Regions from separate parts of the Sus scrofa genome. Here region 2 is linked to region 1. A link is a contact called in public Hi-C data. All regions are on one chromosome and are shown on one strand. The core of a region is the stretch at or near the end of the contact, and the rest is flanking DNA. Distances in the headings are between cores, read along the strand shown. Region 1 overlaps TMEM131L (transmembrane protein 131-like). Region 2 holds the start of TMEM131L (transmembrane protein 131-like).

Region 1 (5,963 bases), core at 1,874-4,373:
TTGGCTGCCTGCTTGGAAGGGTAGAGCAGTCCTAAGAGAGCAGGCAGAAGGGCGCTTACCTCAGTGATGGTTGCATTTCCCTGTGATTATTAGCCTATTGTGATTGATAGGATGTGGGGGGGGGAGGCTCGCAGTTAGTGTTTAAATTAAAATTAGCATCCACACGTGGGCCACACCCAGAAGAGAAGCTATCACCCTTTCCCCCAGCAGTCGGAGATTCTTCGGGAAGTTTTGTTTTTGACCCGTGCTCAGGGCGATAGCCAGGGTCCCAGCCAATTAGAAGGACTATCAGCCCTGCCCTTGCTTCGTGGCAGGGTGCTCACTCCCTCTCTCCTTGCACGAGTCACCGTGTGTCCGGCAAGATTAGGCGATTGAGAACCCAGCCTCCAGGATAGGACAGGTACCTCCCCAGTCTCCTCGTATCTCACTTGAGGGGGCGGGGGCTGTCTTTCTCTTGATCCCGTTTCACTTCTGTTGACTTTTTCTGTCTCTCCCACGGGAAGTCTTGTGGGCTGTCTGGTCACTGGCTGCTCGATGTTGGCTTTCTCAAAGCTGCTCACACTGAGAATTCCCTTCTGGTGCTGTGGCCTGGGGACAGGCTCTGATGGACCTGCCTTGGGTCACAGGCAGGTCCTGGCAGCCAGGGAGGCTGAGCTTCTGACTGGAAGGAGAGGATGGCCAAAAGTCTTGGCCACTCCCGGCAGGCAGCCCAGGTCTTCTCCCGGTGCTTTGTAGATTTTTAAAATGCCCAAAAGGGAAATTCCCCTGTGACACAGCAGGTTAAGGATCTGGCCTTGTCACTGCAGCGGCCGAGGTTACTGCTATAGTGCAGGTTCGATCCCTGGCCCAGAAACTTCCACATACCTTGGGTGCAGCCAAAAAAATGCCAGAAAGAAAAATGGATGAGATGTGATGGAGAATAATGTGAGAAAAAGAATGTGTGTGTGTGTATATGTGTGTACACACACACACATACACACACACACATTCTTATACGTATACATGTATCACATACATATACATGTCCGTACATGACTGGGTCACTTTTCTGTGCAGCAGAAATTGTCAGAGCATTGTAAACCAACTATATATATAATAAAATTTTAAAAATGGTAGCTAATAACAAGCACACAGATACAGAATTCCTCATGACTGACATTGTTGGCAGATAAACTATTCTATGGGAGTTAACATTTTTATTCACGTGCTGTTTTGGAAACTGTATGTAAGAACAATAAATAATAATATAATATGCTTTTTGTCTGTTTTCAGGGACTTTTGTAAAGAAGGAAAGCTTGTCTAGGAGCGCATGCCTGGGTGGCAGGAGCCCTGGCTTTGTTCCTCAGTTGGCTTCTAACTAGATCCCTGACGTGGGCAAGTGGTCCTCTGGGTTCCCATTTCCCGGACGGGGCGAAGGAGAGACTTAGACCCTGTGATCTACAAGGTCACTTCTAATACAAGATTTCAATTTTATGGTTTGATTCTTGTCACTTTTTTCCCCCTTTTTACTGGTGCACCTGTGGCATATGGTAGTTCCTGGGCCAGGGGTTGAATCCGAGCTGCAGCTGCCACCTACACCACAGCCACAGCAACGCCAGATCCAAGCCTGTGACCTACACCACAGCTCATGGCAACACTCAGTGGATCCTTAACCCACTGAGCGAGGCCAGGGATCGAACCCTCAACCTCATGGATACTATTCGGGTTCTTAACAATGGGGACTCTGATTTTTATCACTGTGTATTAATTACTTAGAGGGATGGTATCTATGCCATAGGTTTTGTGCCACGTCGTCCTTACTATTTATTGGTGCCTTTTGCTGGGATATAACCCTTTGATTTTATAATGTTAACGTCATTCCTGTGGAAAGATGTGGTTGGCGATATGGTCTGATATCTAGGGCTGAGCTGTAGGGAGAAATGGAAACTGTCTCTGTATAAGGATGCCTCCCTTTGAAGACCCCACTGTGTGTGTGTGACTGGCACGCTGTCCAGGCACTGATGGACATCCCGCTGTGTCCATGTGTGAGCTTTTCCTGCCTTAGTGGACCACCTTATGTTTGTTTTTCTTTAGTTTCATCTTTTTGGTTCCACGTTTAAGAGGCTTCTTTGATTTCTGGTCCTGTGTGTTTGGAATGTCAGCTCTACCAGCTGTGTAGGCAGCTGCTCTTTCCTGGTCTGTTCTGAATTTCCTTGGCACACAGCAGGCCACTGCCTGCCATGCCCTGGACAGGCCCTTACCACGGGTTCTGTCTCTGTGATGTGGACAGCAGCCTGAATACCTATGGATTTTTACAACTGGGGGTGAAATAGCATTGTCTCAGCTGACTTTCAGATTTTGACATTGGAGAATATAAAACAGGATACAGCTTGCTTCTTCAAAGAGTGGGTTATTTAGTTGTAAAAATGGAAATTTATTGATAGGGAGAACCTCGGATGTGAAAACAGAGCAGAGAATAAGGCTGTGCTTGAGCTCCTAGCACTTGGCGTAGGTAGATTTACGTGGGTTGAAAAATGAAGTTTTATATTTAGTGGGTCCTTTCCCAGTGACTGGAGCAAACTATGTGGCGAGTTTTAAAATATTGAAAAAGGAAGGACTGCTTTTAAACATAGAGTTGCAGTAATGCTGATCAACCAGCCACCTGTGAAAACGTAGGGGGAGCCTCTAGTTTGAAAAACAACAAAACCATTAAAAACAGAACAAGAGTCAGTTTAAAAGCAGGTAGAGGATGGAAAGGCTGACTTGGTGACATCAGGAAATCCCTTTCTTGTTTCCATTTCCTCCCGTGTTCTTTTTTTTTTTTTTTTAATTTAAATTAGTTACCAGTTTTATTTTTTTCAATTTAATTTCAATTGTATTTTACATTGGAGTAGAGTTGCTTTACTCCTCTTGTCTCTGGGAGGCCCCCCTCTGGGCCTGTCTCGTAAAGTGGATCAAAGTTGCTGTACAGTAAGCAAGGGAGTTACAACACGTCTGGGTTTAGAGTTTGCAGGACTAATAGAGCCCGGGGAGAAATGGGCTTGGTCAGTGGGGTGGGGGAGCCAGTGTGGGTTCAAGATAGAGGAGAGGCTGAAACTTGAGAAACTTCTCATCAGCACCTCAGCGTGGTTTCTTATCTGGCAAGTGTGTTGCAGGTCACGTGAGGCCCTGCCGTTTGTTCGGCTTCCTTCCTGAAGGACAGTGTTGAATTTAGCGCAGCCCCAGAGCCTTGTAGCCCCGGGGAGGTGAGGAAGAACTTTCCAGAGGGCTCCGCAGAGCCCTCATCAGTTGTGGGTTCTGTGCGTGTTGGTCATTTACGGGATATTGTGTGATTTATTTTATCTCGGTGCACACGAGTCACTACACCACTACACTGACTTCGGTGTCCATGAACTTGACTCTCACCTGCACGAGGTGGACATGTTCGGTTGCACATTGAATTGTTGTACTTGGTTGTCAGAGAAGCAGTTGATTGCTTTGAGTTTTGTACGTAAGGAAGTCGCTTACAGCCTGCTTCTGAAGCGTAGTGGATGGGGTGGAATCCTTTTACAGAAGAAGTGTAAGTAAGATTTCCACTTAAATTAGCGAACTCACAGGTGTGCCTCTTCCTGCTCTTGGCACACCTTGAAGAGAGCGCTCTCTGTTCATCGTCTCTTTCCACTTCACCAAGGAGCGTGTCAAGGGAGAGATTTGTGTGGGCTCCTTATTCGGAAAACAGACTCCTTATTTGCTTTGGAGGGGCATGGGTTGAAAGAGGTGACAAACCAGTGAGAAGACTGATCCTCAGCGGGGAAAACCTTAATGCAGGTACAAATGTGACACCAAACCAGTTTTACTCAGAGGAGGAGACAAATTCAGAGATGCACACACAGGTCTTGTCTCACACTGTGGCGAGCTCTCTGGCCAGCCCCTAGGGTTAGGGTCGATTCCATTTGCTGGAAAGATCTCCCTCCTCTTCCCCCCCCCCCCATCCACGTCACTGTGGCAGAGTTTTCAGATTTGACATATGCTCATGTTTCGAAGTCATACAGTGTATGGAATTAAGTAAGATCTGATTGCAGAAATGGACTCTGGGCTGTTACACAAGATGTTACCATATGTTCATGTCACGAGACCTCACGCCTGCTTTAAGAACCACTGTCATTATTTCAGATCTGAGTAGTTCATGGTTCGTATTGGTGTCAGATGTTCTATTTACAGCATCTAAAATTCTTGCCTCCTCCCCCCCCCCCACTGTTCTTTTTTCTTAGGTCTCTGCCACTCCAGCTTCCTGTTTGTGCTCAGGGGCTTTTATACATTTGTAGCCTCTCATGCTATGGTAGACATATAGTCCAGAAAATACCATGTAAAATATGCTGGTTGAATTTGGGCAGATCTTTTTTTTTAATTTTTGGAAGTGCCTGGGCCAGGGATCAAACCCTCGCCACAGCAGCAGTCTTAGCGGCTGTAGTGACAATGCCAGATTCTTAAGCTGCTGCACCACAGGGAAACTCCTGGGCAGATCTTGATAATGTGATTATTAAAATTTTCCAGTGAAGGTGGTATTTGTGTGTATTTTTTTTTCCCCTTTCTTTGGCTACACCTGTGACATACGGAAATTCCCAGGCCAGTGCTCAAATCTGAGATGCAGCTACGACCTACACCACAGCTCATGGCAATGCCAGATCCTTAACCCACTGAGCAAAGCCAGGGATCGAACCTACGTCCTCATGAATACTAGTCGGATTCGTTTCCATGATGGGAACTTTTTTTTTTCCTAAATAATTTCTTGATTTTGTGAGTTGGGTGCCCATGAGTGATTCTTTTTAAAAGAGAGGAAATGCTTAGGAGTTCCCGTCATGGCTCAGTGGTTAACGAATCCGACTAGGAACCATGAGGTTGTGGGTTCGATCCCCTGGCCTTGCTCGGTGCATTAAGGATCCGGCATTGCTGTGAGCTGTGGTGTAGGTCGCAGATGCGGCTCAGATCTGGCGCTGCTGAGGCTGTGGTGTAGGCCGGCGGCTACAGCTCCGATTGGACCCCTAGCCTGGGAACCTCTGTATGCCTTGAGTGTGGCCCTAGAAAAGGCAAAAAGACAAAAAAGAGAGAAATGCTTAGGAGCCACACACTTTAAAATTCCACTGGGGGGATTTACCTTTTCTTGGAGTTAAAGGGATCCATTCGGTAATTAGTGCCAGAATGTGGTAGTCTTTGTAGTATGGAGTGTACAGGATTTCCCTCTTTTGTTAGGACTAGAGGAAATAAATACATTTTGAGAGTGTTGCTGAATGCACAGTAAAAATGGAGTTGTTGGTTGTGTTAGTCGTGTACAGCATTTCGTTGTATGGCTGTGGCTCGTCCCAGTATATACTGGCCTGATTGATTGTGTGCTGTACTGCTGGTATAGTCGCTTATCTCTGTTTACAGTTAAAGGAAAACCACAGCGGGGGCTGTTTGAAATACGGAAATGCCTCCTCAGAAGAGAGGTCAAGGGCTTATTTGGAGAATAGGCACATTCACACTTGTTGAGTGGTACTGGAGTTCATTGAGCGCTGGGGGCCAGGTGGTGTAAGGATCACGGCTTCCAGGTCCCTGAAGATCAATCTGGGACTGGACAAAGCAGTGAGAGACTGTTTCTTGCTATAAGCACTTGTTCTGCTTTAATGCAATTTCTTCACCACCAAAAATGAAAAAAATCCCCAAACCCGAAGCATCAGTCCTGATTTCCGCCCTTCTCTTTGCCTCCTCATGCCGGCTTTTGGAAGGGGCCTTTAGATGAAGTCCAAGGGTGCCTGCTTGATTGAAATTGATCAGCCCTCGGTGATTGGAGTCCTGTGGCAGCAGGGGGTGGACCTGTCAGGTGGGCCTCCATGGAAGAGGCAAGGCTGATCTCCCCCTGCAGCTGCCAGGCTGCTGGAAATCAGACAGAAGGATTTTGCCCTGGGAAAACAGGCAGGCAGGAACCGCAGCTTATTACAAAGTGCTGCATAGTAATGGGAGATGGG
Region 2 (5,963 bases), core at 1,275-3,774, 62 kb before region 1:
CACAAGACCACAACTTGAACAATTAAGTTGGCCTTTAAAAAGGTTCAGAAGAACAAAATAGAGCTTTTTTTTTTTTTTTTTTTTTTTGTCTTTTTGCCATTTCTTGGGCTGCTCTCGCGGCATATGGAGGTTCCCAGGCTAGGGGTCAAATCGGAGCTGTAGCCACCCGCCTACGCCAGAGCCACAGCAATGCGGGATCTGAGCCATGTCTGCAACCTACGCCACAGCTCAAGGCAACACCAGATCGTTAACCCACTGAGCAAGGCCAGGGATCGAACCCGCAACCTCATGGTTCCTTGTCGGATTCATTAACCACTGCTCCACAATGGGAACTCCTAGAGCTGTATTTATATGTGGTCCATAGCCAGTTTTTTTTTTTTTCTATCTTTTAAGGCATTTTCCATTGATTCTGGTATACTGGTTAGAGTGATAAAGACTTTTAATAAAAAGTAAAATAGTTTAAAAAATAGTAAAAAAAAAGTTTTCTACTGTGACTTTTATTAAATCTATTTAATAGAGTCTGTAAGGCTGTCAATGTTTGTTTGCTTTCCTTTCTAAGTAAGGCAGTCATAAGAGGACTTTAAAATACATATTGGAAGGAGTTCCCATCATGGCTCAGTGGCTAACGAACCTGAGTAGGATCTATGAGGACGCAGATTCGATCCCTGACCTTACTCAGTAGGTTAAGGATCCAAGGTTGCCGTGACCTGTGGTGTAGGTTGCAGATGTGGCTTGGATCCCGTGTTGCTGTGGCTGTGGAGTAGGCTGGTGGCTGCAGCTGCAATTTGACCCCTAGCCTGGGAACCTCCATATGCCATGGGTGCGGCCCTAAAAAAAAAGATGAGAAAAGAATATATATTGGAAATAAATAGGCTAATGAGAGAACTTTCCAATAAGAGAACTTTCATGTAAAAACAAACTTGGAAGGCATGGTTACTACCTTAGTGGGCTGTAGAAGTATCTTTGTCATAGAAGGCCCTGTTAACAGAGTAGAACCTTCAAAGCCCAAGGGGCAAATGCACACCTACAACAATGAAATGAGAAAAAAAGGGCTGTAGTGGAATGAGAATGGAGATCCTTACTAAGGACAGGTAGATGCTGGCAGGCAACACAGAAAAAAGGCAAGGGACAAAGAGAATACTGGAGGTGTTGGAGTTGGATATTTACAAGCTTAAACTGAAGTTTCAGCCAAGCAATTAGGCTATTTAGCCTTGTTTAGTGTTATACCCAGACAGTGTGAGACCGGGTTCATAGCACTGTATTATGTTCTTGAGAGGGAGGGAGAATTCACCATTGATTTAGTCCTTCTTTGCATCCGTCCTGCTATTGGACCAAGGCTTTTCCATTGTCTAGACTGGAAGGCACCAGAAGCAATTAAATAGAGGTTCAATGTAAGCAGACAGGTGTGCTCTGGTCCCTTCCCTTCTTTTTGTACACTGTTCATATTCTCTGAATTCCATACAAGCTCCTCTGGAAGCAGCAAGTTAACAAAAGATATCTTAAGATTGCCAATACTTTCAGGTTGTGTAAAGAGATTCCTGAATAAACCCTTGCTCTTGATACCGCTGGCAAAGGCATGAAATTAACTTAAAAGAGATCTCAGACCTTCGATGTACTTTTTGGTTACAGGGATCAAGCAAACAAACAAACAAAAAGGGTTAGAAAACACATTTCCAAGTATCACCTATAGTACCCTGTTAATGTTACAGACAGGCAACTGGCCAAGTCCTCTACCTTAACCAGGTTTCAGAAGCTGGCTAAATTCTGCAACAGGAATCCGAAGGGAAGTAGATGCAGGACCTTTTAAGCTACAAACTTCCTCGAAGAGGCTTCCCCACCTGTCACAAACTGGACAGTCTCCACGGAGGGTGCCGAGCGCACCACCGCCACGCGGCGCTGAGGTCAGCCTTTCGGGTCTTGGGAGAGCTCTTTTTATTCTAAATTACAGACCTTGCAGCCACCGGATATCCTCGCTGCAGACCTGGCAGTAGCCATGTGGCTGCACTCGCCTTTCCTGACAACCACTGCATTATTTCCACTAATATCCTGTCTAGGGCGTCTCGCTGGGCGACTCCTCTCTCCCACCACCTCCCGCCGCTCCCATCCCCGTGGGCAATAACCCGCTCGCTGCCCGTGTGCGCAAACAAAGCGGAAACCACCCCAAAGTTCTGGGCGATAGTGGCCGGGGAGCCCCTCCCGCCAGCTCGCAGAGCCCCAGTCACAGCCTCGGGGCAGGGGGGCGGTCGTCGGACGCTGCGGGGCGGGCCCGCAGCCATGTGCTCCTCGCCGGGCGGGGCAGCAGCCGCGGCGTTCGCATTGTCCACGTTCCCCGCGCCCCGCCGCGTTCCGTCCCTCCCTATCTATGGCGCACACGCGCGGAGCAGCAGCGCGCCGGAGAGGCTGGGCTGCAGCTGCTGCTGCCGCGACGGCGGCTGCACAGCACGGCGCGGGGCGGGCGGGCGGCGCGGCGCGGCGCGGGGCGGGGCGAGGGGGCGGGGCGGGGCGGGCGGGGCGGGCGGCGCGGGGGCGGGCCCGGGGCGAGGCGGCCCCGGCGCCAGCGAGCGAGCGGCGAGCGCGGCGAGCAGCCGAGAGGAGCGCGAGCAGCAGCATGGCGGGGCTCCGACGCCCGCAGCCCGGCTGCTACTGCCGCACCGCCGCGGCCGTGAATCTCCTGCTGGGCGTCTTCCAGGTCCTTCTGCCCTGCTGTCGCCCGGGAGGGGCTCAGGGACAAGGTCAGCCTGGCGCCGCTCCGCTGGCTTCCCTATCCACCCCGCCCCCCTCCTCTTTCTTTTGGGGGAACTGCTGAAGTCTATTACGAGGGCGAGGGGAGGGACGGCAAAGGAGGCAGGAAAGCGGTTGCAATTCCGGGCCGGTACCTTTTGCTCACTGCGGCGTCCTCTCCCGCGCCCTCCGCCCCCGCCTCCTGGAAGCCGGGAAGTCGCGGGGCTCCGGGACCGCGTCGCAGACCGCTAGCCGCGCGCGCCCCGGAGCCTTTGTGCGCGGGCCCCGGGTGCTCCGGGCGCAGTCCCCGCTTTGTGTGGCGCGCGCCGGGGCCCAGCCGCGGCCCGGCTTCCTGCAGCTTTGTTCCCCAAGCCTGACCGCCCGGGCGGCGTCCCGCACGCCAGCCCCAGCTTCTGCCGGAGTGCGGGGGTCCCCCGGGGTGGCTTCCCCTGGCTCCAGAGCCCCCGACCCCGCACGTCCTAGCCTCTCCGTCCAAGGGGCCGCCGACTTGCACCCGCTCCATTGTGTGCTGCTCCTCGGGTGGCCTCCGCTTCTGGAGGGGAAGGGAGGCTTGTTTGGGTGCGGCGGGTGCAGGGGTGGACGATCGGGAAACAGGAAGCGTTTCTTTTCCGTGCCTTAAAAACGCGGTGTGTTTTTTGGTGTTGGTGCAGCGATCGAGCCCTTGCCGAACGTGGTGGAGCTGTGGCAGGCAGAGGAAGGGGAACTCCTGCTGCCCACTCAGGTGAGGACGCCAGGTGACAGGGCGGCTCGGGGGAGCGAGGGAGGAGAGGCCCGGGGGCCGCCGGCCCCCCCAGCGGCACCGGCGCTCGGGCCACTTTGCCAGGCAAATAAACTGTCGGGCCGAGCCCGAACACCTGGCAGCGGTGGCCGGCCCAGCCTCCTCCTGCGCCATGTGACAGGGCGTGAGTCACGCCGGCCCCAAGTTCAGGAGGTGGGAGCCGAGGCCACCTCAGCAGGGCCGCTTCCAGCCGCGGCGGTGCGGAGGGAAGGGCGGGGGCCCCTCCGCCGCCTTTGGTCCGAGGTGGGCGAGGGCCCCGCGCCCGAGATCTCTCCGTGTGCCGTTCTGTTGTGCCCGAGGACCAGGAATATGGAATATTTGTCTCAGAAATGTTAGTGCGTGCTCCTTGCCTTGGGCGTTCAGTAGCTGTGGGATGAAGATGTGACTTTAAAGGGTTGTAATCCTGGGCTTTTTCCAAGTGCCTTTAATTCGTGTTAGAATACTCCCTCTTGTTAAGAACTTGAATTTCAGGTTTCGAGTTTTTCCCCCTTATGTGATCTAATGATTGCATGTGGGAAAATCATTACTAACAGTTTGTTGGGATTCTGGCATTCTCCAGGGTTTACCGCTGCAATAGAGTGCTCTAGAGCTTTTGTGTTTAAGGTTGAACTTTTAGGAGGAAGATGTGCACGTTTAAATATGATATTGTTGACTTTTTCAGCAGTGACCCCAAATGCATGAGGGGGAGTGGTTTGTATTGTAAGGGAATGGTCCCAGCTTGTGTCCCGTAACTTTTAAGATGTTCGTTACTTCTCGCATTGGTGGCAGCACTTAATTCTATGTTATCTCATGTGGCTGTTTAGAAAACAGGATGTCTAACTATAACTTCCCTGGGAGGCGGTGCAGTTTTACATTTCAGTGTTCTCCCTCCAATGCGAAGCATTTGGAGTGCTGCTTTTGAGATATTTGGAATATTCATTTTAACCGGGGCTAATGAATAACAATGTCAAGGTGGAGAGGTGATTTTTAGAGGAAAAATTTCCCTAGACCCAGCAGGCTGAAGGAGACCAGGCCTTGGAGAAAAAGCCCTGTTGGGATGGGCAGCAGGTAGTCTGTCCTTCTCTTAAAAGTTTATTCCTAAATGCATTTTCTCCCTGATTGTAAAGAGCAGGTGTGTGTTGTTAAAAAAACAAAAGCAAAAACAGGAAAAAAGAGCAAACGAGAAATCCTTCAGTTCTTTCTGAGAGAACTACACTTAACATTTGGCATACTTTTAAAAAATACAGTATAGTCATATGTGTGTATACCTGAGTTTTCAGCAGAGGTTTTGGTGACATCTGGGGCCTGAGAATTCTTTATTGTGGGGGGCGGTCCTGGAGACTGTAGGATGTCAAACAGTTGGAGCATCTCTGCCTCACCCAGTAGATGTCAGGGGCACTTCCTGTGCCACCCCCTTCCCCATGCCATCTAAAAATGTCTCTAGACATTGCTAAATGTCCCCGGGGAGCAGATGTGCCCCTGTAGAGAAGCGCTGGTGTCTATCTATACATATTTGCATTTTCACCCAGTCGTGGCCTCTACCTCTTCCCCCTTAGTGTTGGAAGCCAACCCAGATGGAAAGGAAAGGAAATTATAGACTTTCATTTGTTGCAGCAGTAGTTGAAACTTTTGTCATTGTGCTCAGAAATGGAAATGTCAAAGCCTCTGATAGAATTAATGACTTTATTTATAGGTTCCAAGGTTATTTTATATAATTCTTAATTTCTGGTTTTGTTTATAATGGTTCATTTTGGTAAAAAAAAAATGTTAGAATTTAGAAACTTTCTCTGGAGTACTCTGATGCATTTATAGCTAAGCTGTTTTAACCAAAACTATAATGAAAGTGAAACTGATATTCAAAATAATTTTCTAAACACTCCATCACTACCTATATGTGTGTTTTTTAGAGACTGTTTTACCCTGTGTGTGCCTGGATGGGGTACGTGAGGATGTATATGGGTCTGTCTGTATTTATCTGTCTAAGCTACTTGTGTGTATGCGCGAGCGCAAACTGCAGAGCATTCTAAAGAGGTTTTTTTTTTAGGGAATTCTTTTCAAAGTATTTTGCATTTTTTCAGACAGAGTTACCGCATGTGTGTCATAGAGCCTGTTGAAAAGAGAATGTTTATAGGTGCATTTCAGTTTGAGGGTTTTCTTTTTTTTGGCTGTGCCCATGGCATGTGGAAGTTCCCGGGCCAGGGATCGAACCTGTACCACACCTGTAACCACAGCTACAGCAGTAACAACACCAGATCCTTAACCCACCGAGCCACAAGTGAACTCCTGGTTTTCTGCTTCATTGGATTGTAAGTTGGGTTCCTTTCAGGAAGACTTAAAGATGGCTTCAGAAGTTAGATTTGTCAATGGTAGGTGAAGGAGGAGCATCAGAAGAAGATGTGGCATGGGAGTTCCCGTTGTGGCACAGTGGGATCTCTGTGTTTCTGCAGCTCTGGGATGTAGGTTC

What was found. Hi-C and Micro-C count contacts between places; a contact is called where the count stands out from the background.
Region 2: a Hi-C map of fetal liver shows a contact between it and region 1, with 2.4 times the contacts expected there. The contact joins the promoter of TMEM131L here to the enhancer-like site in region 1. A contact is called at or near these places in 1 of 5 promoter capture datasets (fetal liver), 5 of 47 Hi-C or Micro-C datasets (blood, embryonic fibroblasts, epiblast stem cells and 2 more) and 2 of 2 datasets of contacts at active chromatin or transcription factors (alveolar macrophages and skeletal muscle).

The regions. Positions count from the first base shown.
Region 1 is chr8:75,579,576-75,585,538 of Sscrofa11.1, reverse strand. The region is part of intron 3 of TMEM131L (transmembrane protein 131-like); the gene reads left to right. Among named protein-coding and RNA genes, the nearest start is that of TMEM131L, 62 kb to the left of the region's middle. Within about 2 kb of position 3,123, at least 25 of the 83 cell types and tissues checked have an H3K27ac peak or open chromatin away from gene starts, as enhancers often do. A contact at or near this core is called in alveolar macrophages, fetal liver and liver, where this site is marked.
Region 2 is chr8:75,641,430-75,647,392 of Sscrofa11.1, reverse strand. TMEM131L (transmembrane protein 131-like) reads left to right here and starts at 2,524. Exons shown (of 35, transcript XM_021101486.1): 1 at 2,524-2,732; 2 at 3,393-3,463. The coding sequence starts at 2,609. It overlaps LOC102159783, which reads right to left and starts at 3,386. Exons shown (of 3, transcript XM_021101487.1): 1 at 2,877-3,386. The coding sequence starts at 3,244.